Linked DNA regions of Oryctolagus cuniculus: region 1 is linked to region 2. Evidence: chromatin contacts called from public Hi-C data. All regions are on one chromosome and are shown on one strand. Each heading gives the region's core, a stretch centred on a gene start, on an enhancer-like site or on the middle of the called end of the contact. The rest is flanking DNA. Distances are from core to core; before and after follow the strand shown.

The links. Hi-C and Micro-C count contacts between places; a contact is called where the count stands out from the background.
Region 1: a contact with region 2 is called in a Hi-C map of liver, with 3 times the contacts expected there. The contact joins the promoter of MACO1 here to the enhancer-like site in region 2. A contact is called at or near these places in 2 of 6 Hi-C or Micro-C datasets (ear pinna and liver).

The regions. Positions count from the first base shown.
Region 1 is chr7:145,934,130-145,936,947 of mOryCun1.1, forward strand. MACO1 (macoilin 1) reads right to left here and starts at 1,381. Exons shown (of 9, transcript XM_070079065.1): 1 at 1,209-1,381. The coding sequence starts at 1,288.
Region 2 is chr7:145,884,296-145,886,995 of mOryCun1.1, forward strand. All of the region lies in intron 4 of MACO1 (macoilin 1), which reads right to left. It overlaps LOC138850710 (a long non-coding RNA gene), which reads right to left. Exons shown (of 2, transcript XR_011390836.1): 2 at 1,193-2,700. Among named protein-coding and RNA genes, the nearest start is that of MACO1, 50 kb to the right of the region's middle. Within about 2 kb of position 1,341, at least 3 of the 8 cell types and tissues checked have an H3K27ac peak or open chromatin away from gene starts, as enhancers often do.

The DNA of each region.
Region 1 (2,818 bases), core at 131-2,630, 50 kb after region 2:
CATCGGTGTGGCTAACTCAGCGCAGATCTTGGAGTGTTTTCCCCAGTCATTTGCTCAGCGGCTACCACAGGGCCTGACACACACACAGCGTGCGCAAGGGCAGAGCGAATGAATGACTCCCGTGAGCTGCAGCCCCTAACAGAGCGCACAGCCAAGACCTTTGCACTTTTTCTTGACGCTTTTACCTAAAGTTAAAAACGGAAAAACGCCAGTGTTCACATGCGCAAACACCCCACGCGTGTAAACAAACAGCACGCCCGGGCCGGGCAGTCCTGTTACGGCGAGCCGGGGTCCCCCGCGTCCGCACACACTTCTCCGAGCCCCCGCGGCCCACCCCCAGCACTCGGCGAAGCGCATGTCCCCACGCCGAGAAGGCCCCTTTGCACACCCATCACCTCTCCCCCGAAGTCGCCTCCTCAGCCAGGCACGTCCCATTCAGAGCGCGCACCGTGAGCAGACCAGAAATTAGCAGCCGCGCACCAAGTCGGCTTGGGGAAGCCACCGACGTCCCTGCGCTGCCCCATGAACCTGTTGTCCTCCTCGGAGGACCGAGTGCAATTTCTATTTAAAGGGACACTGCTTTCCTTTTGGAGAAGAGACGGGGGAAAAAAAGACTTTGGAGAAAAGCTCTCGGAAACCGTTCGAGGGGACTATCTGCTCGGAATGGTCAAAATACTGTTCACCAGGAGACTGAGTCCCAGGGCAGGATTTCGGGGCGTCAGCCCCGGGTGCCAAGTTTGAGGTCCCATAAGACAGAAGGCGAAAGAAGGGGCGGCGTGGCCGCCACCCAGGGGCGCCGAGGGGCCAGGGCTGCCCAACTTCGCCAGCTCCGCACCCCCCGTGCCTAGGGTCCACGCGCGTCCGGGCTCAGGCCAGCGCGGAGAGGCCCCCCGGGCCCGACGGCGCGGGCCGGGGGCTGCGCTGCGCCGGGCGGGCAGGGGGCTCGCCGCCCCTCCCCCCGGCGGGCCCGGGCGCCCCAACGGCGGTGCGGCGGCTCCTCGGCCCGCGCCCGCCGCGCCCTCCCCACGCCCCGCGCCCCCCGGGCGGACCCCCGGCGGGCCGGCTGGCCGCTCCCGGGGCAGCGCTCGCCAGCAGAGCCCCCGGCGCGGGCGTGCGGCCTAGTCGGGGTTACATAACGGGGCCGGGGCCCCTCCGGAGCGGCGGGGGACGCGGGGCCCGCGCCCGGCGGAGGGGGCGCCGCCGCTCACCTGCCGTAGATGCCCTCGGTGATCCGGTTCCGCTTTAGGGGGCGGCGGAGCTTACTGCAGTCGGCGTTCCGCCGCTTCATCCTCCCGCTGGGGGGCCGGTGCCCGCGCCGCCCTCGCCGCCGCCGCCGCCTCTCGCCTCAGCCGCCGCCGCCGCCGCCGCCGCCGGCCCGCCCCGCGTCGGGCCTGGACTCTACCCCTGGGGCCGGTCACACAGACATGGAGCCAGCACCCGGGGGGAGGGGGTGGCACGAGGAGGGGGGGCTCAGAGCCTCCTCCGCCTTCGGAAACAAAGAAATGACAATTCCGGGGCCCGCCCGCCCAGCACCAGCCAGCCTTCTGCCCCGCCTCCTCGGCCCCGACGGACGGCCCGCGGGACCAATCGAAGACGCCGGTAGGCTGCCGATGGCCAATCCGAGGGCCCACTGGAGCAAAACGGACTCTAGAACCCGCCTCCTTGAAGGACGGAAGAATGCGCCAATCGTTATGGTGTCTGGACCCGCTGAAGGGCCTATCAGAAAAGAGTTAAATAGAGGCTTATAAATAGGCCCTATAAATATAACATCCTATATTATGCGTTGTTGCGAAGATACGCTTCAGGGTTTTGGGGTTGCGTGTGTCACTGTGTTAGAATCCATTTCAGAGCACGCCGCGCCGAAGGGCAGAGTGGGCTCTCGCCCAGCAATGGGATCCTGAAGCCCGGGCGTGCGGCGTGTGGGGTTTCTGCGCTGACATGTGCTTCAGCCCGTTGCGTCATTATGTAAGGGAGCGTCCCGGGAGCGGCGCCGGGGCCCTCGCTGCGCACGCCGGAGCGCTCGGCCAGCTCGGCCGCGTCAGCGCGCGGCGGGGGTACGAATGACAAAGCAAACCCCACACACACGGACACACACCCTGCCAGCTTCCCGCGACGTGGTGACAGCGCGGCGGCCAATCGCAGGAGGCGCGGGGCGGGGCCGCCGCGGTTCCCGCCCCCGGGCGCTGCGTCACGGGGGGCGTGGCCGTGGGGCGCGCGACGTCGCGCGAGGCCGCCGGGCTGTGCGGGGCGGCGCGGCCGGGGCTTCCACGTCCGCAGGCCGCGTTGGGTCCGCGGGACCTGTGAGGGCGCCGCCGCCGCCGCCGTCGCCGCGCCTCGTCACTGGGGGCGTGCCCGCCCCGGGGCGGGGACCGGAGCCTTGGCTGGGCTCCTGTGAGGCCGCGGCGCCGGGCCGGCGACCCTCCACCCGTAGTAGCGCTGTGCTGGGCGACTGGCGTCTCTCCCCGTTAACGCCCCTGCCATGCACGGACGGCGGAGCAACCATCAGAAAGGACCGCCAGGATTCTTGGCAGAGGGAGCTGGGGACATGCCGCCTAGGAGCCGGAGAGCCTCGCAGCCTCCGCACGACTGCTGCTGGCGTCCCGTTGCGTTGCCCTTCCTCGCACTTCCCCCACGGATGACATTACTGTACCACAGGGAACAGGGGCCGAATGGCTGTGAAGTCCCGCCTCCTGTTCTCCGGCGTACACAGCGTCTTTCCACGGTTTTGCCCCGTCCGTCACTGCAGGGCATCCCAGCACGTGGCTTGACCAGATTTCCAGCGGGGGGGGGGGGGGGGGGGGCAGTTCATTTTCCAGGG
Region 2 (2,700 bases), core at 91-2,590:
TGTGGGAGGCCAAGCACATATTCTAACTGGAGATCTCCTTGGAGGAGAGCTTGGACAGGAATGTAGGATCTGAGCTCCCTCTCCAGCTACCACAGACAAGGAGAATGACGTGGGACTGGCAGAGAAAGAGGGCCAGACCCACCAGGAGGGACGAATGAGACAAGGCTGATGACACTCCTTCCATGAAGTTCGTGACTGGGACTGGGCCTGTGCCCAGACTCCTCAGCCCTGCAGCACAGCCAACCCCCGCCAGGGCAGGCGGCTTTCTGGATTTAGTAGTCCCGCAGAAGACTTTTATGCCTTGTTTCTTCTAACTTTCAGACAATCCCTGGGCTTCCTGCAAAGACTTGGGGAAAGTACTGACAGAGTACTGAATTCTAAAACTTTCTGGGAAATACCAAGGAAAGCGGTGTGGAGTAGAAAATCTTCCTTTTTTTTTTTTTTTTTTTAAACAAAACCGACAACAACTGCCTAAAAGACAACAAACAGTGTGCACGGGACGCCTGGTCCTGGGCTGTCTCCTACTGCTTAGGGGTTCTAACTTCAAAGGCCTTTGAGCTGCACTGCCATCAAAGTGCCAAGCCCCGCCTTCCGACTCCCCTCTTTCTAATATCTTCCCCACCCAAAGGTAGAATTCACTCAGTAAGCCCCTTCTGTGCAGCAAGCACCTCGTACCATGATGGACAAGAGCACAGTCCCCCGTCCTTGCTGAGCCTGGGCTCTGTTACAGCCGTGACAATACTGCTGTAGCGACCCAAGCCAGATGGGGCAGACAGCACAGAGGAACGCTTCCCCACAGCCAAAGCCGCCTCTCTGGATGTACTTCAAGCAATCTTCTGGGCCATGAGGAACACAAGTACCCAGAAAATATACATTTTCAATGGGTTTATCCACTCTACAACCTTTTCACTCTCCCCTGTCCCCCTCCATCAACAGTCAACCTTGAGTTTACCCCACTACCTTTTAGACAGGCCTCCTTCCACCTTTCAAGAGGATTCTTTGCTGCCTTTCCTCCCTAACTACTGTAATTCCCTGATTAAGGCTCTTCAGGGCCTCCAGAAAGGAGTGAAATGGTCCCAAAGGCCACTCTTGGGAGACCTGCCCAGGGAATGCCCAGAGGCTCTGCCTCCTGAACTGATGGCTTAGTCTTACTTTCTCCCAGTAATCAAGTCCTGGCTTTTTTCTATTCCTCTTTTGTGTCTGTAACCGCAAGTTCAATGTTCTGAAACTTTCCCCCACTTTTCTGTTGCAATTTGGACCAGCAAGTTTGTTCCTCTCTCCTGGGGGAAGGAGTGAGCTCCACCCACTCCTAACCTTGACCCAGCCCAGTTCCTGACAAGGGACAGGAAAAGGTGGAAAGGAGAGCCGTCAGAACTGGGGTCTCGTGTTCCACCAGAGAGCATTAGCTCTTCTCTCTTCGTCTTGTTCTGTCTCACAGACACCAAGTCACACCGAATCCCACTACTAAAAATCAGTGTCTGAAGACATGGTCCTTTCTTTTCATGACTATATCATGTTCAATTGTGTGTAGAGATCTTGCAATGTGGGGAAATGAAAAACAAGCACTGTAAACTGTCTCTGACCATGCACTCAGGACCACACCCAAGCAGAAGCCCCACAGCCATCTCAATGCTGGCATCCGGAGGCCAAGGCTCCATTCAGAAGCCTGTGAACTGTTAGGGAATCGCCCTTGAGCACTCCGTGACGCCAGCAAAGTCTGGCCAAAGGGAAAAGCTGGCTGTTTTTGGCTTTAGCTATCTTCATTCTCCTTTTTGAGAGAAGCCTAAAATCACAAAACCTAAATACAAGGCTTACGTGGACCAGAAAGCAGAAGGAAGGGCAATGATATTTTTCTCCTCACAAGGTTAAACAAGAGAGGGATGAGTCACATCACAGAGTCCTAAAGCACATACTCAAGCGATTAGAACATTAGGCAGCTTACTTATAAATTAGGTTGTCATCAATCCCTATGCTCCAAAATATTTCTTTACGGCCCAGATCTGGTCATTTGAGTTAGTTCCTAGATGTAAGTATCAGTTGAACACTCCTCAGTGCAAAGGAAGGAGCTAAACTTTGTGACAGCGCTTCTCCATTTCTCCCTGTCCTCTGAGGCAGGGCCACCAGTGGCTTAGAGATTCCTGGAAAAAGTCCTGAGAAACTTCTCTCCATTTCCCCTTAGGCTCTCAAATCTCCAAATAAACAGAACTAATTATAGGAGCAAACTAAGTAACATTTTGGTGTGCTTAAAATAACAAAATGAATCTAGAGAGAAATAAACAGAGTGTTCAAAATATTACAGCTTTCCCCAGATTTCCATTTTCCCCTTAAGAAAAGGCTCTTCGCCCTCCCAAGGCTTCGGAATTTCTAGGAATTTACCATCACAGCCAGGCTCACGCCCCAGGACACAGGCCTCCCAAGCAGAAAGAACACAGCCAGTGATGGTTTCCTGAAAGGTTCCACCCCCGTTCTTAAGTCTTCCAGTGCAGGGTTCTTAGGTCTGCTGCACCAAGCTTTGACTCTTCCTGAAGTAAGGACAAATGTCATACCAGGTGGCTCTCAGATGTCTGGACCACACCAATTCCCAAGCTAGCCCTGGCCAGAGCTGAATTCTTGGAGATCTTATGAGCGTCCAAGGGTACACAAGTCGCTGGCTCTCTTCTGATCACAGATAAGTACATGCCCTTGTGTCTTTGGCAAGAG